Regions from separate parts of the Sus scrofa genome. Here regions 1, 2, 4, 5 and 6 are each linked to region 3. A link is a contact called in public Hi-C and promoter capture Hi-C data. All regions are on one chromosome and are shown on one strand. The core of a region is the stretch at or near the end of the contact, and the rest is flanking DNA. Distances in the headings are between cores, read along the strand shown.

Region 1 (3,178 bases), core at 52-2,551, 260 kb before region 3:
ATAGACTCAATAATACACGACTGCGGTTGATGAATAAATGGCAAATAAAAATTTAAATCGTAGTGTCCATTTGTTATCTACTGTCAGCCATTTTGTATATATTATTTTTCTTTGTTTTTAACTAATGACATAGATAATGCTCATGGTTAAAAATTCAAAAACATATAAGCATAGAGTGACAGCCTCCTAACCCCACAACCCCTCCCCAGGTATTGTCTCCAATTTTGAGTCTGGGATGTATTCTTCCATAAATAGACAGACGTATCTCCAAGCCTGTCATATGAATCAGATAAGCCCATTTTACAGATGAGGAAACTGCAGCACAGAAAGTTTGAAGTACTCATCCAAGACCACAGAGCTGACAAGTCCTGGAGCAGAGATTCAAATCTAAATCGTCTGACTCCTAAGTCAGCGCATTCCTCCCGCTATGCCCTGTGTGTCAAATTTTATGGATGAAGAAACCTAGGCTTGGAGTTCCCCTCCTGGCTCAGCGGTAATCAATCCAACAAGTATCCATGAGGATGTGGGTTCGATCCCTGGCGTCGCTCAGCGGGCTAAGGATCTGGTCTTGCCATGAGCCGTGGCATAGGTTCAGAAGCTTCTCGGATCCCTGCGTTGCTGTGGTGTTGGCCGGGACTGCAGCTCTGGTTATACCCATAGCCTGGGAACTTCCCTATGCCCCTGGTGTGGCCCTAAAAAGACCAAAAAAGAAAAGAAGAAAAAAAAAAAAAAAAAAAAAGAAGAAGAAGAAGAAAAAGAAGAAACCGAGGCTCATAGAGGTCCCCTGAGCAGCCAGAACCACATGGTTCACAGCCAAACGTGGGAGAGGCAGGGATGAGAGTGTGCTTGCACCAGAGGCTGCGTGGAGGAGAGGGCCTCCGCCGATGGGGCATCTGGGATCGTGCGGGTCTATCTCGGCCCAGCAGTGCCCAGATCTGGGCCCAGAGGCTCGTCCACGCCGCTGGTGTACAGGAACCACCCAGCCCCTTGGCGCCCCTCGCGGCCGCCCCGCCAGGGCAGGCGCAGCACTCGCACCGCCCACTCGGAGCCGGCTGGGAGGCCCGGGTCCCGGAGTCCCGAGCCGCAGCCAGGCCGGGAGACAGTGCCCGGGGGCGATGGCTGTCTTCGAACAGGGCTGGGACCCCTTCGGCTTCGCCCCCTCGAGCCGTCGGCGGGCGCCGGGCGGGAGTAGCTAGTCCCGCTACTCTGGGTGGGTGGCCTTAGCGAGCCGGGGGCTCGGGGTGGGCCGCCCAGACCCGGGGGCCGGCGAGGGGCGCGGGCCGGGCGCGTGGCGGGAGGGCGGAGTGGGGGCGGAGAGGGGGCGTGGCGGGGGCGGAGCCGCGGCCGGAGGCGGCAGAGTCCGGAGCCCGGCTCAAGGGCCGCCGTGGCCGCCGCGGAGCAAAGCTGTCTCGAGAGAGCGCCCGGGCGCAGAGGGGTTAACGGGCCGCCGGGGCCTCGAAGAGCAGGTACAGACCTTCCCTGGGACCCCTGGCCCCGGCTGCCCTCTCTCCCAGGTCCCGTTAGACCACCGGCCCTGCGCGCCCGCGCCACCCGAGTTCCCTGCTCCCCAGGGTCGCGCCCCAGCCACGACCCCGGCCCCAGCTCTTAGAGCCTCGGAAGATCTTCCAGTCCCTGGGGCCGGATTCCTGGGGAGGGGGTCTGATCCCTTGGAACGCTGGCCCCGTCACCCGGCCAAAATTCCTACTAAGTCATAAAGTCGGAAAACATACGCAGGACCTCGCGGCATGCGCCGGGCGCCACCTGCCCTCATCTGAAAGGGTGCTCCTGGAGGATGTGTATCCCACCCTCCACCCCCGTCCTTTGGCCCTGGAGTTGGGGGATAGGGACGATGGGAGGGGTGCTGGTGGGTGCCCGTGATCAAACTCAGCCTGATTGGAAAGGAAGGACACCTGTCGGGTTGGGCCTCCCTCACTCAGGAGTGGAAGGTGCAAGGAGAACCAAAGTGTTTTCTCTCAGCATAGGGACTCTCCAGCCAGCCCTGGAACCTGCTGTCCAGCCTCCTGCCCCTCCGTGGCACCCATTTCCCAGAGGTGGGTCCCCTGGGGGTGAAGGGGTTAGTCTCTCCTTAATCTTCACTGGCCAGTGTGGAGGTGTGGCCGGGAGGAGCCCAGGTTCGTCTAGACCAATGTTAGCCTGGCCCAAGGGTGACCACTTCTGACCTCTCCTTTCCTCACCCTGGGCGGTGAGACACACCAGATGAGGAACATGAAAAGGGTGAAAAACACAAATGTGTGTCTGTTTCCGCAGTGGAGGGGGTGTCGGCCCCCTGCCCAGCTATGCAGGAGGTGGGGTAGGACTTTTCCAGAGAGGGAGCCAGGCCTGGCCATGGCCCCAGGAGCTCACGTCACCCCACCCCCCACCCCTCACTTCTCCAGGGAACTGCCAAAGCCAAACTCAGCTCAGGACAGGATTATGTGTACTGGGTAGACCCATGGAGAGAGAAAGCAAGATACAGACCTGGGGTAGCTGCGAGCAGAAGCAGAGAGGGATTGGAGAGGGGCCTGGCAGCAAGAAGGGGTAGACAGTGACCATCACCCCATCTCTCCTTCCCTTCAACCTCCCTCCAGTGAGAGGCAGGCAGAGAGCTGAAGGCTTGGGTGGAACGTTGGCCCTTCTCTGGAGCCCCTACCCGATCCCCCATCAGGGTGGAGTTGCTGACCTCAGTGGCCAGCCCAGCCAAGGGAAGGAGCAGACATCAGCAACCCCTTCCCAACCCCAAGGAGCTGAAGAGACCCTGCAGCTCGGGCTCAACCACTGCGACCCCTCCCTCAACTTCCCAAGTCCTGGGGTCTCAGGGAGGGGAGTGCGGGCTGGGAGTTGCTACCCCCAAGCACATTCCTGCCCTTCCCGCTGTCATTTTCCTGCCCCTGAGCTGGCCCACCTCGGCATTAGCTCCTTGGATTCCTCTCCCGGGTGCCTTTCAGATCCAACAGAAACATTTTTTTTTTTTTCCTGGAAAGCAGAGCTCCAAGCAGCCTGAGGAGTGGGGGTGGAAAGGCCTCACTGTGAGCAGGAAGGGGTTGGGGGGCAAGGGGGAGCGGTGGAAGAGTCAGGCTTAGACCAGGGGACTAAGTTCTGCTTCCCAGATGATCAAGGCTAGACTTCAGGATGGACTTCCCAGCTCTTCAGAAGATAGACCAATGCGGGACTGGGGAGC
Region 2 (3,398 bases), core at 6-2,505, 230 kb before region 3:
CGTGGACCATCACTCGAGACAAAGATTTGACATCGTCTTCGTTTTTGATGTCCAGTTTCCGAAGCATGCCTGAGAGGAAAAAAAGCATGCAGGTTCTCACCGCCTCCTTTGTCTAAACCAGGGCACGATTCGCCTGCCCACCCACGACGGGGGAAATCGCTATTTGAGCTCTATAGAATTTAGGCCGTTCCCACTTGAAAATTGACATCCCACCCTTTCCGGGCTTTGAACAGAGCTGCCATTTCCAAAAGAATCAAGTGGGCGGAAACAATGACTCACGGCCAGAATATTCTGGTTTCAGAAATGGGATAAGAGTCGTTTCAACATGGACTCGTTTCGGTTTCCACCCACCGAAGGTGCGTGAGTCCAGAGAGCTAAAGAGAAAGAAAAAGCAGGGCAGCCTTCACGACTAACCCCCTTACCTTGGAAGGCCGTCTCGTGGTTGCGCTGCACCCCGTCCCCGACCCGTCGCAGGGTCTCTAACGCCTTCCGGCTGGCGGCCCCAGACCCGCCCATTGGCTTCGCGTCCTTGGCGCCGGTTGCCTGCTCCCGAAGGTACCGAGAGATAATCTCCAGGGACTGCCGGTATAACTCGTCCTCCTCCTCCTCTGCCGGGGGCGGCGTCGAGGGGAGCGAGCCGTCCGTGCCGGGGCCACTACTGGCCTCCTCGACTAACCCCAGCAAGGGCAGGACGGCCGGCCGCTTCCCGAGGGGCTCCGGCTCGTACCCGTCCAGCTCCTCTTCGGGAGACATGATGGCGTCGGAGGCCGGGGATTCCATCTCTTCAGGCGGCGACGCGAGGCGGGTGGGCGCGAAGAACAGCAGTCTGGCGGGGGTCGCGGTGACGTCGGGGCCCTCGGCGCCAATGGGCGAGGGCCGCGCGACCCTCCGGGCGTCTGGCGCAGGAGTGGACGGGGGGCTCGCGCCGGCGCTTCCGCCAATCACCATGCCGGCTTCCCCTCCCCCTACCTCTTGCCGGGCCGTGGCCTCTTTTCCCGTAGCCAAGAGACGGCCTCCCGGAGCGGAGGCGCTGCTGCCGCTTCCAGGCCCCAATCCGGCCCCCCCACAGTAGAGGTTGAGTCCGATTACTGCGTTTCTCTGGAGGCCAAACATCGCAAGCCGCCGCCGCCACCACCTTGGCAGAAAAATGGGGGAGGCCCGACTCCTTACGGGAAGGAAGCGGAAGTAAGGTCTGAGAGAGGCACTCCTAGATCGCAGTTTTAGAACCAGTCCGCAGTGGCGTCAGCAACTCTCTAAAAAAAAAAAAAAAAAAATTGAACCCCCGTAAAAGGGCAAGGGGCGGAAGCTTCCGGAGAATGCAGCACCGCACGGCACCTAACCGGCGGTTCGGGGGGCGGGGCTTCCGGCTCTCCGAACCTCTCGCGGCCCGTTACGTAACCTTGGCTCCAGCCCTCTGCAAGGTGGGCTTGCGCTCTTCACCCGTGCCGGTCTGGGCCGGCTGGGGATTGCTACCTCGTCGCTTCCCTGAGTGCTGATTTGCAAGCCCCTTCTGTTGCTTTTGTACCGGAGGGTTGTTTTTTTTTTCCCCCACACCACAGTCCTAACCCTCGAGTCACTCGGAGATTGAGGAAGAGGGATGAGTAAATTCTGCCACGGATGCGGGACCACAGCCTTAGGATGGATGAATATGAGGACACTGTTGGGAAAATGTAGTTATTTTGCGCAACCTCAGCTCTGTACTCTCATTCCAACATTGTGTGGAAACGGGGACGCTCCATGGACTGACCTATAGAATCATTTTTACGTAAATTCGCAAAGCGAAATTGTTCTGCTCCAGCTAAATTTTATGCCTGTCTCCCTATTTGCTTTCTCCCATCGCCATCTCTCTCATGCTTTTTATATATGTCTTACTCGTTCACTACATCTTCTGAGACTCTTGATACCACTTACGTTGATAAGAGACATTTGAATCTAGGGGTAAACCCCTTAAGGACATGGATCTTGTTATATACCATATATGTGAGTTAACATTAATTGAAGCAACCTGTTTTTCCTAAAAGATCTGTAAAATTAGTAATAGCTAAAATTCAAGAGCAAAGTATTTGAGGGACAGAAGCAGGAAAGGTGAGCATGGTTCCTATTCCTGAAAACATCACTTTAATAAGGAAATAGGGCACCTGTACCACAGGATTATGTATTTGGGCAAGACCTAGAAGCATGGAGCTTTATAATAAGGGGCAGAAAGTTTGGAGAGAAACATCCTGCGGTTGTAGTGAATAAGAAATGGTTTATCTATTTAAGGAATGTAAAATCTTGCACAGCAACAAACCATAATGTGAGATGGAATATAGGAGGCATCAACAACTTAATATTGGAATTAAGAGGCTGGAAAATTCACTTTCGGCTAGGAGAGCTAGGGGAAGACTTTATGGAAGAGGTAGCTTTTTCTGCTCTGCTTTCTAGAACGCGATTTTATTTAGGGGAAAGAGATTGAGCAAATTTGCGTGCAAAAGCGGTTTCTTCTTCAGAGGCTGTAGAAGGAAGTGCATTGCTGGTTTCACTTTAAGCTTATAGCCAGAAATCTCAAGTGTTCAGTAATCCTATTGCAGTTCCTTAATCGATTCACTCTCCTGTGATCCAAGATGACTATTGAACACCTTCTTTTATATCCTTAAACGTCCCATATTCCCTTCTCCCAGCCTCACTTTAAGCTTTTAACTTACTGAGAAAATGGAAACAATCAGAGGAGAAAAACTTCATTTCTTTCTTTCTTTTTTTTTTTTTTTTTTTTTGCTTTTTTAGGGCTGCACCTGTGGCATATGGAGGTTCCCAGGCTAGGGTCGAATTGGAGCTACAGCTGCCTGCCTACACCACAGCAACAGCAATACCGATCCAAGCCGCGTCTTCCACCTACGTCATAGCTCTCGGAAACACCGGATCCCCAACCCACTGAGCGAGGCCAGGGATTGAACCTCATGGATACTAGGCTGATTCATTTCTGCTGCACCGTAACAGGAACTCCAAAAAAACTTCATTTCTCATCAGCAAATCTGTGAATTTTCTCCCGTTTCCATTCTGTCTGCCATTACTACAGTTAAAATGAATAAACCTTCCCTACCATCCCAGATCAATCTCTTCACTTGTGCACTGGATCGCATCTCCTTGTCTCTTCAAGTCCTTGCAGTTATCCCTTGCACCATCAATTTCTCTCAATCTACTCACATTTATTTATTGGCCATGCCTGAGGCAGTGGAAATTCCCTGGTCAGGGATTGAATCCTCTCCACAATCCATGACAATGATGAATCCTTAACACTAGACCACCAGGGAGCTCCTCTCTCTCCCTATTGAATCATTACATCAGCACACAAATTCGAGGCAGTGGAAATTCCCTGGCCAGGGCTTGAATCCACTCCACGATCTATGACAATGATGAAT
Region 3 (3,253 bases), core at 365-2,864:
CACCTCTTAACAGGAGAAATGCTTTGCGACTTGACTAGGGTTATGTAAGTATTTTGCAATGTGTTATCAGTTTAAAATCTTGTTTATTTACTCCCTAGTTAACAGGTTATTTTACTCCAAGGTCAGGTTTGCCATAATCATCGCATCTTTTCAATTTTATTCCATCACTCAGCACTTTCTGCAATGGAATTTTAGCCATTAATTTTATCTCCTTTTCCTCTAAAAAATTAACAAGATTTAAAAATATGATATTGACCATGTGGACAAATGTTAACTTCCTTTTAAATAGCTTCTGTTCCCAGAAACATGGTAGGAAAGACAGTAAATTTCACAGTGATTCAACTGTAATAGCAAAACCTGGTATTGCAAAATAATACTCCCTTTCAGAGACACGGAAAAAAATTTAAATTTCAACAAGGGAATGGCAGTGAATCCCTCCCACTAAGGTACTTCCAAATTATTCATCCCCACCTCTGGCTTCTTTTTTAAGGCTATTAAAGACAGGGATTTCTGGAAAATGGCCAAGGTCAGCAAGGTAAACTGGGATCCCTAAAATGAAATACTTCCCAGGGAGAAATAACTGTAACATAGTGGAAAGAGGACTGGGACTAGGAATGTGAAGACCTGATCTGTCTAGACATGCTGCACTACACGCCACTCCATCTCTTAGACATGACTGACTAGATTTTTTCGAAATGTTCAAGCTCTCCTTTTAGAAGAGATATTCATTGAGATATAGCATAAATTGAACTTTTCTTAAAGAATGGGAACTGCTTCGACCCACATCTAACAAATTAAACTTGGGTCCTGGATGCTTGCTGTTGGCAAGATTCATCCTGAAACTCAAGCATTACACAAACCTCCGCCTTCAGACACTAGAGGCATCTTTAATACACAAATGTAAGTTTCAAAGGACAGCCCCCGGGGCGAGGGGTAGGGGCACAGCTTTTTTATTTTTCAAGAGAAATTGAGTATAATTCAAGGCTTTATAACCTAAACGTTTGGAAGCACACCTCAGCTAAACAACAACGTGGTCCAGTGCTTAAGAGTCCAAACCACTTTTAAAGTAAAAAGAGCCACTCTGCCCACAGTTACTCGGCATCAAGCAGGTCCACAGTGGGCAGAGGGTTGAAAGAGGACCACACCACACAGCAGAACGCCGCCACAAGAGTGGAGGCGGGCCAGCCCCGCGCCAAGAGCCGCTCCAACAGAACTCGGGGCAAGGATTCCCCAACTCTCACCCGCCTGCTCCCTCCCTCCACTTCGGGTCTCCCCAGTGCCCCAGGGTCGGGCCCCTCCCCCAGGTCACTCCCTTCCCCCACTGTCCCCTAACCGCCTACGCGCGTCCCAGCGCTCTCACCCCAACTACGGCCCCTCAGCCCTGGGTCTCCCCAGCTGCCAACCCCTTCAGCCCCTCCTTCTTTAGAGGCACACCAGTCCTCCGTCTCCTCACCGGGGTTAGCAGTAGTCGCCGCCATGGCCGCAGATGCCACCGCCGCTGTACCACCCCCCCAGTGGGAGGAGCCGCCGCCACCGAACCGGGGGGAGGGGGAGGGGAGAGCCACTCCCCAGACGCGGCGCCGTAATGCCGCCACCGCTACCGCGGAATCCAAGATGGCGGCTGCAGCAACCCCCACCGTCCCCAACCCCTACGGCGGAGAGACCCCGCCCAGGAGGCGTGGTCACCCCCAAGGCCCGCCTCCTCTGGAAAACTGGCCAATGGAAATGCCAAATCGACCGGAGGCGGGCTGGCCACTGAGCCGCCAGCGGGTCCGGAGGAGGAGAGAGGGCAAGGAAGAAGTCCAGCTGTCTCTTTAATCCCGCCTCTAGTGCGTTAGAGGTCAGAGATCCAGTGACGTCAGTGAAAAACAATTTTACTAAAAAGCTTCGCTGGGTGGTGGATTCGCCTGGCTGGCCACTCTGCAGACAATTTTTTTTGTAGATCTTCTTCAGGTGCTCATATGTTTAAACTTCACTTAGTGATTTGCAATCCTTCCTAGTTTTTTCCTATTTCAAGGACCTTTGTACCTGCTGAAAAAAGTTAGATAAGTGAGTTTTGAATGCTTTTTATGGAACTGGTGGTGTTCGAGTATCTGGGCGCTTGTGGTGTGGTAGGGGAGATATCGGCAGCCAAAACAAGAGGCAATGTATAAAGAAAATATTTTGATTAAGAGTGGGATAACTTCCTCTGATCAATGAAAGGGACATGGTGACGGGTTTTTAGCAGAGAACTGATAAGATGAATATTGCACAAATTTATTTTCAAAAAATAGGAAGCATTGAGCACTTCGGGCCAGACACTGTCCAAACCGTTTTATAGTATTTCATTTAATCCTCATAACAACATTGTGAGGTAGATTCTGTTATTTTTTCCGTTTTGCAGATAAGGAAACAGAAGCAAAGAGGTTAAACTATGGACACCCAGCTGGTAAGTAGCGGTGGAGGCAAACTGAAGAAGTCTGACTCTGGGAATATTTTCCCTTCATCCCCTTTGTGTAGCACTGCAACATACTGCCGTTTCACATATCTTTCACAAATTGTCTATTAGAAATTTAATTCTAATTTTAACAGAAATCCCATTACACTCTTGAGCATCTTTGAATTCTTGTATGTATCCTACAAAGATTACATAGATCCACTTTTCTCAGTTAACAGTATAGTTTAACTCAGCCAAGGTATTTTAACATATTTTGAATATTATTGTTACATTTGTTAAAATTAAAATTTTCTTTGCTATCAGTTTGTTGTGTTGTATTTCCAGTTCACCAAAAAGAGAAAAATCACTCACTCAAAAGAAATGCATTGATGAAAAAAGTACCTTGAAGTGTAACCAGTAGCAGTGAAAATTTACAAGGAGATAGAGCTTAATTCTCCTCCTTTTTTTTTTTTTTTTTTTGTCTTTTTGGGGCCACACCCTTGGCATATGTAAGTTCCCAGGCTAGGGGTTGAATCAAGAGCTGCAGCTGCCGGCCTACATCACAGCCACAGCAATGCAGGATCCAAGGCGTGTCTGCAGCCTATACCACAGCTCACAGCAACGATGGATCTTTAACCCAACAAGCAAGGCAAGGGATTGAACCCACATCCTCATGAATACCAGTTGGGTTCCTTAACCACTGAGCCACAATAGGAACTCCCTAATTTTCCTCCTTTGATTGTGAATTTGGCTTAGGAGTTTGCTTTTAAGGAATAGGATATGGAAAGGGGAAAATAGTAATGTTACAGTGAAGAAAACTGACAGATACCATCTTTC
Region 4 (3,407 bases), core at 277-2,776, 140 kb before region 3:
TCCGACTAGGAACCATGAGGTTGCGGGTTCGGTCCCTGCCCTTGCTCAGTGGGTTAACGATCCGGCGTTGCCATGAGCTGTGGTGTAGGTTGCAGACGTGGCTCGGATCCAGCGTTGCTGTGGCTCTGGCGTAGGCCGGCAGCTATAGCTCCAATTCAACCCCTAGCCTGGGAACCTCCATATGCCGCGGGAGCGGCCCAAGAAATAGCAAAAAAAAAAAAAAAAAAAAAAAAAAAAAAAAGATTAGTATATTCTTTCTCAATTACCAAAACTATGAAAGTACAAGCCTTTTTATACCATGCACTACAGTTGTAAAAATCTAGTCAAGAGTAACTGCATTATCAGCTGTGATAAAGTTAGTATACTTCACATAAATCTAAATGCCAATTTTTAAGATGAAATATAATATTTTAAACTAGCAATTATTGAAAAGAATAGCTTTTTCAAGATCAAAAGAATGCATTCAAAAGCCTCTCTGACTGGATCCCATTCTACCTTCTAGCAATCTTCCCATTATTCCCAATTATGTACTGTTAAACCATTTTTCAAACATGTCCCTTAAATTCCACCTCCGCTCATTCTTACAAGCTAAAGTTCTTTCCCTTTTCCCTTCCTCTCTAAATTCTACCCATTCTTCAAAGGCCTATTCTTAAGTGAATCTGCTTCTTCATTACCCATATGTCCCATCGCCAGGACAGGTCTCTCCCTCAGCTGTACTTTCATACAATTTTATTTATACTTACTTCCTTTAAAGTATTTATTATAGTCTTTCATTTGGTATGGCTGTCTCTCAAATGTAAACTTCTTGAGGGCAGGGACATTGTCTTCTTGGGTTTTTATATTCTCCATAGCAACTAGCACAATGTCTTTAACGTTGTAACTGCTCGATAAATATATACTGATTAAAATGAATACTCAGAAAAGCATTTGAACATTTAAAAAGAAATACAAATGAAGTGACTTACAAGAGATTCTCTGTACAAGGCTATATTTCAAATAACTCTTGGTGGGAGGCGGGAAGAGTGAAAGAGGAAGAGAACCAAGAAACAATTGCTTAAGAGCACTAAGCCTATCTGGCATAAGGAACAGGTTTATTTCCTAATCCAATCCAAAAAATTTTAAATCTTTGGGGGAAAAAAATAAAAAATTTTCTTTGAGGAGTTAATCGCCCCTGGGCATTTACTAATTAAAAATACTATTTGGAAAAAGCCAAAAAAAATCAAAAAACCAATAGCTCCAAAATTAAATAAAAACCTCCCTCACCCCATAAAATAAAAAACTTGGAGGTTTTTTTGGATGTTAGGAAATGTATTCACCCCGTTGCTTACCTGACGTTACTCCTGGGTTACCGCCAAAGGCAGGCTGCAGCTTGAGCTCAATTTTAGGACACGTGTCCCCACCCCCACCCCCCACCCCCGTCCTAGTAGGTGAAAAACTTCTCAGCCACGCAAAGGGAACAAACTTCCTGATCCTTCGATGCAAAGAAGGAATAACACATCAGCTTCCTCAGGATCACTAGGCAACCTACCTTGGTGTTTCTTCATTAGACCAATCAGAAAGCTCCAAAGCTGAGTTCAGCCAATCAGAGCTTACAAGAGGAGGCTCTCCCCCCCGGCTATTGTGTTGCGATCCAGACAAACACCACCGAAAGGAGGCAGGTTTGGGTTTAACCTGACAGCTGGTCAATCCAATGAAGGAACCTTGGTAGAGAGAGGAAAGAGGGCTGCACTCCCCACCCCCACTAATCCGGCCAATCAAAGCCTTCCGTGAGCTATCACCAGCTGCCCATCTACAAAGGTTTCTGTTGGTCAACTGACTTCAGTGTAGCAGGTGTGTTACTGTAGCAGTGTATAGTGGGACAATTAGGTGTGATAGTTGGGGATCCAATAAAGCTAAGAACACATTTAAAAAATTGGCTGTTTTCGACAATTAGCTTAACCCTAACTTTCCTGCTCCAGAAAAACCTGATCTGGGTTAGTTTGTGGACGTTTATTTGGTTTATATTAAACAGGGTAGGCACATTTCTACCATAGCATTCATACTTTCTCTATTAGTGCTTGCTACTGGCGAGCTCATGGATAATGTATGTTTTTAGAATATGGCTGCTGAAACTGCAAGAGGCAAACAGACAAGTTTTAAGTCTTCCTTTTGTAGAGCACAGGAAACAGTCAAGTCTGAAATCAGATCCCAGATTTCTCACTAAAAACACAGTTTCTTTCACACTACCAAAAGTTCTAGGAAGTGTGCTCAACTCTTAAGTAACATCTACTGAAATGATGTCAAAATTAGTGCCTAAACATTTTCTGCTATTTAAATAAAAATTAGAAGCCATGAACGAGTCTAGATGCTGAACAATGTTTTATTTATGCTACCCAAAATGTCAGACTTTTAGTCTTTTTTGTCTTGTAAAAAATGCTAAAAAAGTAAGCACCAATTTTTAATTGCACATTATATATTATTATGTTAATACACTATATCAAAGTACTGAATAACATTGTTTTAACAACATAATGACAAACACAGGCAGTTAAATTATATGGTTTTAACATAGGTAAAAAATGAATTCCTATCAAAATTTAATACCAAAATAAACATTATTTACTTCAAAAAATGGCTTAAGAGGGCCTTAAAAGTTAATATAAGTTTAAAGGAAATGTCCACCAAATGGAATATAGATCAAATTGAGTAGATAATTAACAGAATAAATTACAACACTGGTTATTTTTGTTCTTACTCAAAAGTTCTCTTGAATTTGTCTCAGATAAGATTAAAGATCATCATATGATAGCTAAGAATTCATTTCAGTGTACTAACTGCTTAAGACTACCTATAAGTTTTCAGTGGTAGGGCAAACACACCTTAAAATAGTAATATAGTGTCCTTTCATTTAAATGTTGTGAAGAACTTTGCAAACATGAAGAAAATCATTTTTTTATATATGTTCCTTTGGTTCACTAAACTTTCTTCTTTTTGGCACTGAATCTTGACTAGACGAATCAAAGTGATGAAGAACCTATTAAAAGAAAACAACTACTCAGAATAGATACTTTCCAGTTTAAATGTTTTTAATTTTAGAGCTTTTTTACATCTGATGTTCCTTCCTTCAGTTCTTCCTTATTTCCTCTCTTCTTTCTTCAAAAAAAAATTAAACCTAGCATACTATTTCCCACTAAGATAGGATATCTGGGTTCTTTAAAAGTAGGGTAACTTTTATTATTGACATATTTATATCTTTTGATGACTGCTGAAAGTACATCCTTCTAAGTGTAAGGTTTTCATTAGAGGTGCTGGAGTAGTTAGAAAGATAGACATTATGTCCTCAAAATAGTAAAATATTTTTGGGTAGGATGAGAGGGGAAAGATTAAAAAATAACCTAAGAATAGAGAAAAATTCCACTTTGGCATCA
Region 5 (3,143 bases), core at 68-2,567, 190 kb before region 3:
AAACATTGTCATAGGAAGGTGACAAGTAAACGGATTAAAATGACAGTTTTTAACTTCAGGAAAATCATGATACAGTAGGTCCACTAGCATTTACCCACCAGCTTTGCTAAAAAATCAACATCTTTCCTAGTGGGGCAAGTGATGGAAGTTTGGGTAACATGCCAAGAGCCCAATTAGCTTGCAGGGGCTCTTACTGCGTTGTTACTCTTCTTACTTTTCGTGGGCCCTGCTGCCCTTTTCTTTAGTGACTTTTCAAAAAAGATTTGAAGCCAATCTGTGGCTCTTTTTAAAATGGATTTACTTTCACTTCTCTTGGAAAACTGGCAGATACAACACCAGGTATATATCATGAATCCCCGAGTCCAATACTAAATGTTATGTCAAATACAAATCTCCAAAGAGGTTGACGTGTTTTCATCGCATAACTGCGGGTGAACTAAGTCCCCCTGAGTTGGAAGTCTGGGGAGAATATTGTGGCGTCTTTCTTTGTCATTACTGTCTCGGTGTCTTTTCTAGGATTAACCTCCGTGATTCTGTTCAGAGCCCTAGTCCTCTTCAATCTTATTCGGTCTTCTTTGAAGGTGGGCAACAGGCCATCCCCAGTGGTCAAAATAGGTCTCTCGAGAAAGTTGCTGTCTTAAACTAGCCATGATAATAATTCCGCTTCTCCCTTCTCCCAATGTGGTCCTTTTTAAACTTCTTTCCCTCGACCTGTATCTTCTGAGGATTTAGAATGCGGGCCCCTGCCTAGATGTTGGGTCATTTTACCCCTACTAACCAGTAACACACAGAATCCTGGGACCACCAGCCCCCTTTCATTCACCGAGTCTTTCCAAACACCCGCCCCGCGCCCAGGCTCGGCCAATTATAGTACAGCTCCAAAGGGCTGAGCCGAAGACCCATTGGCCAATCAGAAAGGTTACAACACTGAATGACAAGCCACCCAACTAACCAGCGCCAAAGCAGCAGGCCTTGTTGAGGCTCACCCTGCACGACGCAAGAAGCGGCCAACCCCTGCAGAGCCGGAGACCATGGCGACCAATCCGCACCGGTGGGAGATCGTCTCCCGCCCCATCACGGTCGCCCAGCTTGCCCGCCCGCACCCCCTCCATTTCACCTGCTTCTCCTCGCCGGTCTCCTCCGAAGGGTTCTCTTCTTGTTTCTGGGACATGGCGGGGCCGGGACTGTGGAGTGTAGGGGACCCGGGAAGTCAACTGGAGAAGGGAAGGGGGAGGGGACACGGGACAACCTGCGCGGCTTGTTCGGCTCCTGTCACTAGGGTTGCTCAGTCAAAATGGCGGCTCTTGCCTGTGACGTTATGACCGCCCCTTCATGTGCGAGCCAATGGGAGCAGGATAGATGGGGCAATGACGTAACGATCTACCAATAGTTGCTAGCTAAATGTGGGGTCTGTGGAAGCGACGGGCAAGCTGGAAGGCCAATCTGCCAAGGGAATGAACCACAGGGACCAATTGGAAACCCGTGGGGGCTGTTAGGGGGCGGTACGGCTAGGTTTTTTTTTTTTTTTTTTTTTTTTTTTTGCTGCTCTGGTGGGGTCAGGCTTCCTCCGCTCCACCGCCCCGCGCGCAGTAGGCTTTGCTGGGCTTCAAAATGCAGGGCGAGAGGATGTAAGCCTTTTATTGTCAGTTAAAGAGGATTAAACTTTGCTCAGTGTTAGCAGAAAATGATCAATCTCCAGAAATTAATTTAGAGGTCAGAGTGGACTTTAAAGTGGTACTCCACACTACTCCAGTGTGTCACTTGCCATGTGGAGAGACTGAGTCGCCTTGCAGAACACAGATGGCTTACATTCCGTGGTTTTACTTTTATGTACAGTTTTTTTTACTTGTTCAGGGTCGTCCCATGAAGAATAAGCTTCTTTTGAAACAACAAATGTCTAGGTACATGGTAAACATTTAGTAAATACAGTTAACACTTGCTAACCTATCCTGGGTCAGAGTTCAACCGTATTTTTTTAGCATCTGTAGATGGCACTGTATTGTTTTTACAGGGGATACATATGTAGTAAGGCAGTGTCTGCTCTAGAAAGCTTAGTTTAGTGGGCATGTGGGGAGGGTTAGGTTTTTCACAGAGTGCCAGGTGTACCCTAAATCCTTGAGGTTAAATAGACATATCTTCCTAGAGTGTTGGTCAAAAAGCATATTTAAGTATTAAAACAGTCTAATAATAACACTGAAAAATTCACATTAAAATTTAATTTTGGGGTTCCTGTTGTGGCTCAGTGGTAACAAACCTGACCAGGATCCATGAGGATGCGGGTTCGATCCCTAGCCTCACTCAGTGGGTTAAAGATCCGGGGTTGCTGTGATCTGTGGTGTAGGTCGCAGATATAGCTCAGACCCCACATTGCTGTGGCTGTGGCATAGGCTGGCAGCTAAAGCTCGGATCCAACCCCTAGCATAGGAAGTTCCGTGGGCAGTGGGTGTGGCCCTAAAAAAAAATTAATATTCCAGGCAGCCTATTGTGACAGCCCTGGGGCTTTCCGTTCATTTTTTCTGTATAATTAGATATACTTCTAATGGAAAAGTTTGAGAAGCATAGAAAACACAGCTTTTATCATATGAGGCAAAGTCTGGTCAGCATTAAAATAAAACTGTTAATAAAAGTGGTATAGGGGTTCAAAGGAAGGTTCAGAGTCCCTGCCAAAACAGAAACAAAAACAAAAAACTTTGTGATGGAGGTGAGTATTTGAACAGCTTTAAAGAATTTAGAAGTTTGCCAGGTAAAGGTGAAGGAAGAAAGGGTATTCTAGGTGATGGGGTCAGCATGAAGGCCAAAAAAATAGAATTGAGTCCAGAACCTGGAGGGCTTTGAATGCCAGGATAAAGAAGTGGCGGCATTCCCGTTGTGGCTCAGCGGTAACCAACATGACTAGTATCCACGCGGACGAGGGTCTAGTCCCTGGCCTCACTCAGAGGGTTAAGGTTCCTGTGTTGCCATGAGCTTTGGTATAGGTCACAGATGCAGCATGGATCCTGAGTTGCTGTGGCTGTGGTGTAGGCTGGCAGCTATAGCTCTGATTCAACCCCTAGCCTGGGGAATTTCCATATGCTGCAGGTATGGCCCTAAAAATAAAAAATGAAAAACAAAACAAAAAATAAGTGAATAATTTAATAAAACAG
Region 6 (3,101 bases), core at 411-2,910, 210 kb before region 3:
TATAGGAAAACCTGCTTGACAGAGGCTGTGCCAACAGATTTCTTGGCCACAGCTTCACTGAACAAAATGATCTTCAATGTCCTTTTAGTTGCAAAACTCTTGCATGAGGCTATACCCCCCAGTTTGGGTCATTGGAAAAGGAAATGACTCAGAAGTGCAATAGAGGGAAGTCTGAGGGTGATTCAGACTTTCCTAGTCATAAAAGGTGTTTCAGACATGGACTTTAATATCAAACCAGGACTCTCCTCCTTTGTTTGCTTTGCGTTTTTAGGGCCACACCTGCAGCATACGGAGGTTTCCAGGTTAGGGGTCGAATCCAAGCTGCAGCTGCTGGTCTACACCACAGCCATAGCAACACAGGATCTGAGCTGCGTCTGAGATCTACACCACAGCTCATGGCAACGCCGGATCCTTAACCCACTGAGCGAGATCAGGGTCAAACCCACAGCCTCATGGTTCCTAGTTGGATTTGTTTCCACTGCACCATGACGGGAACTTCTCTACCATAAGAGTTTTATCTGCAGTTAAAAATATAAATATTCTAGGAGTTCCCATGTGGCTCATTGGGTTAAGTATCCAGCACTGTCACTGCTGTGGCTTGGGTTGCTACTGTGGCATAGGATGTATTCTTGACCCAGGAACTTCCATGTGGTGTTAGCATGGCCAAAAACTAGCGTAATTATCAGTTTAATGTTACTAATTGGGTTTGGGACTGTAAGTTAAGTAGCTGGCACGTGATCAAGAATGATGTTCATGGATTTCCTGCTGTGGCACAGTGGGTTAAGAATCTGACTGCAGAGTTCTCATCATGGTTCGGTGGTTAACGAACCCGACTAGGAACCATGAAGTTGCAGGTTTGATCCCTGGCCTTGCTCAGTAGGTTAAGGATCCATCCTTGCTGAGCTGTGGTGTAGGTCGCAGATGCAGCTCTGATCTGGCATTGCTGTGGTTGTGGTGTAGGCCAGCAGCTACAGTTCTGATTTGACCCCTAGCCTGGGAACCTCCACAGGTACGGCCCTAAAAAGACCAAAAAAAAAAAAAAAAAAAAAAAAGAATCTGATTGCAGTGTCTCAGATCGCTGTGGAAGTGTGGGTTCAATCCCCAGCTCCAGTGTAAGTTGCAGTTGCGGCTCAGATTTAATCCCTGGCCCTGAAACTCCCATATATCACATGGGTGCGGCCAAAAAAAGAAAAAGAAAAAAAAATGATATTTATATGGAGTTCCCTGGTAGCCTAGCAGTAAAGGATTTGGTCTTGTCACTGCTGTGGTTGGGTTTGATCCCTAGCTCAGGAACTTCTACCACATTCCATGAGTGCAGGAAAAATAAAAAAGAATGATGCCTGTTAATGGGTATGGAGTTCTAGCAATATCATTTGAGAAAAGTTCTTATACTGTATAAATTCTATTCAGTTCAATCTTTTCAATCTAAATGTTATAATAAAGAGTTAATAACTAAGAGTTCATATTTTACATTAATTTCTGGTATCTACCCATGATAAATATGTCAGAAGAAGGTTCAAGAAATGTCCATCTAAAAATACCAAGTGCCTCTGTCACTAAACTTCTGTTAATATCAAAATGTTTCTCTTACCTGAAGGGGCCACTTTACCACAATGTGGTTACCGGTATTTAGTGCTCTTTTCCTGTCATACGTTAATGTTTTACAGAAAAAGCTATCCTTGGTTGACATTCTGAGCACTTGGCCTGTACCTCTTCTTTCTTAGTCATGTGGCTCATCTAGAAGTTTTCCAAAAGAGGAGTTCCTCCTGTGGCACAACAGGATTGGCAGTGTCTCTGCAATGCGAGGACGCAGGTTTGATCCCCAGCCTGGCACAATGGGTTAAAGGATCTGGCATTGCCACAGCCATGGCATAGGCTGCAACTGTGGCTTGGGGATCTAACTGATCCCCTGGCCGAGCAACTCCATATGGTTTGAAGCAGCCAAAAAATAAAGACCTGGCTGTGAATGGGTCATTAAAAAAAAAAAAAGTTTTCCAAAAGAGAAACCCAGCTTTGTGTGGGGAGTAACCTTTCAACATTGTCCTCTCATTAGAGGTTTCATCTTCCTGCTTTTCCACTACTGCTGCCATTTAGAGACTGTTTAAAAGAGTCCTTTTTAGATGAATGAAACTCCTTTTTAGATTAATCTGAACACAAATTAGTGAACAATTTATTTCTCAAATAAATATTTATTGAAAATATATGTGCCAAACACCATTCTTTTTTTGAGGCAGGGGGACCTGTGGCACATGGAAGTTCCCAGGCCAGGACTGACTCCAAGCTGCAGTTGCAACCTACACCACAGCTACAGCAATGCTGGATCCTTAACCCACTGCATCAGACCGGGGATCAAACCCATGCTGTTGCAGACAATGCCAGATCCTTAACCTGCTGTGCCACAGTGGGAACTCCCCCAAACACCATTCTTTTATTTTCATTTATTTATTTATTTTTGCTTTTAAGGGCCATGCTTGTGGCATACGGAAGTTCCCAGGCTAGGGGTCAAATTGGAGCTACGGCTGCCAGCCTATGCCATAGCTGCAGTAATGCAGCATCTGAGCCACGTCTGCAACCTATACCACAGCTCAAGGCAATGCCACATCCTTAATCCACTAAGCGAGGCCAGGGATTGAACCCACAATCTCATGGTTCCTAGTCAGATTTGTTTCCACTGCACCACAACCGGCACTCCCCAAACACCATTCCTGATGCTGAGGATATAGAAATGAACAAGACAAAGCTCTGGCTGGAGTTCAATAAATACTTGATGAACGAATGAATGAAGGACCCTCCTCCGGTTCTTCACTTTAGTCTAGCTTACTCATTCCTCTTTGTAATCATTACTTAAACTACTGTTCCATTCTCTTTTTCCTAGAATGTCTTCTCAGAGATGGAATGCTCAACATTCTACTCATACCTTGAGAGGCAGGCCTGAGGAGACTGGACTCCATAGCCCCATGGGGTCTTCAGTCAAGAATGATACCACTTATTTATTTATTTATCTTTTTTTAAGGGCCACTCCTGCAGCATATGGGAGTTCCCAGGCTAGGGGTCAAATTGGAGCTGTAGCTGCCAGCCTACGCCACAGCCACAGCAATGCC

What was found. Promoter capture Hi-C pulls out the DNA fragments that hold promoters and counts their contacts. Hi-C and Micro-C count contacts between places; a contact is called where the count stands out from the background.
Region 1: a contact with region 3 is called in a promoter capture Hi-C map of fetal liver, with 2.4 times the contacts expected there. The contact joins the promoter of ADAMTSL4 here to the promoter of ARNT in region 3. A contact is called at or near these places in 2 of 5 promoter capture datasets (fetal liver and liver), 2 of 47 Hi-C or Micro-C datasets (epiblast stem cells and heart right ventricle) and 2 of 2 datasets of contacts at active chromatin or transcription factors (alveolar macrophages and skeletal muscle).
Region 2: a contact with region 3 is called in a promoter capture Hi-C map of fetal liver, with 2.9 times the contacts expected there. The contact joins the promoter of MCL1 here to the promoter of ARNT in region 3. A contact is called at or near these places in 2 of 5 promoter capture datasets (fetal liver and liver), 2 of 47 Hi-C or Micro-C datasets (epiblast stem cells and heart right ventricle) and 2 of 2 datasets of contacts at active chromatin or transcription factors (alveolar macrophages and skeletal muscle).
Region 4: a contact with region 3 is called in a Hi-C map of liver, with 4 times the contacts expected there. The contact joins the promoter of GOLPH3L here to the promoter of ARNT in region 3. A contact is called at or near these places in 2 of 5 promoter capture datasets (fetal liver and liver), 5 of 47 Hi-C or Micro-C datasets (embryonic fibroblasts, epiblast stem cells, heart right ventricle and 2 more) and 1 of 2 datasets of contacts at active chromatin or transcription factors (alveolar macrophages).
Region 5: a contact with region 3 is called in a promoter capture Hi-C map of fetal skeletal muscle, with 3 times the contacts expected there. The contact joins the promoter of ENSA here to the promoter of ARNT in region 3. A contact is called at or near these places in 2 of 5 promoter capture datasets (fetal skeletal muscle and liver) and 3 of 47 Hi-C or Micro-C datasets (embryonic fibroblasts, heart right ventricle and liver).
Region 6: a contact with region 3 is called in a Hi-C map of liver, with 2.6 times the contacts expected there. The contact joins the enhancer-like site here to the promoter of ARNT in region 3. A contact is called at or near these places in 3 of 5 promoter capture datasets (fetal skeletal muscle and liver), 2 of 47 Hi-C or Micro-C datasets (embryonic fibroblasts and liver) and 1 of 2 datasets of contacts at active chromatin or transcription factors (alveolar macrophages).

What each region holds. Positions count from the first base shown.
Region 1 is chr4:98,587,378-98,590,555 of Sscrofa11.1, reverse strand. ADAMTSL4 (ADAMTS-like protein 4) reads left to right here and starts at 1,301. Exons shown (of 19, transcript XM_013997190.2): 1 at 1,301-1,466; 2 at 1,978-2,051.
Region 2 is chr4:98,559,949-98,563,346 of Sscrofa11.1, reverse strand. MCL1 (MCL1, BCL2 family apoptosis regulator) reads right to left here and starts at 1,255. Exons shown (of 3, transcript NM_001348806.1): 1 at 423-1,255; 2 at 1-69. The coding sequence starts at 1,113.
Region 3 is chr4:98,331,820-98,335,072 of Sscrofa11.1, reverse strand. ARNT (aryl hydrocarbon receptor nuclear translocator) reads right to left here and starts at 1,614. Exons shown (of 22, transcript NM_001315687.1): 1 at 1,454-1,614. The coding sequence starts at 1,478.
Region 4 is chr4:98,468,586-98,471,992 of Sscrofa11.1, reverse strand. GOLPH3L (Golgi phosphoprotein 3-like) reads right to left here and starts at 1,526. Exons shown (of 5, transcript XM_013997188.2): 1 at 1,329-1,526. It overlaps HORMAD1 (HORMA domain containing 1), which reads right to left. Exons shown (of 15, transcript NM_001194981.1): 15 at 2,343-3,013. The coding sequence ends at 2,933.
Region 5 is chr4:98,526,076-98,529,218 of Sscrofa11.1, reverse strand. ENSA (alpha-endosulfine) reads right to left here and starts at 1,317. Exons shown (of 4, transcript XM_021089895.1): 1 at 1,118-1,317. The coding sequence starts at 1,171.
Region 6 is chr4:98,543,765-98,546,865 of Sscrofa11.1, reverse strand. No RefSeq gene overlaps it. Among named protein-coding and RNA genes, the nearest start is that of MCL1, 17 kb to the left of the region's middle. Within about 2 kb of position 1,660, at least 18 of the 83 cell types and tissues checked have an H3K27ac peak or open chromatin away from gene starts, as enhancers often do. A contact at or near this core is called in alveolar macrophages and liver, where this site is marked.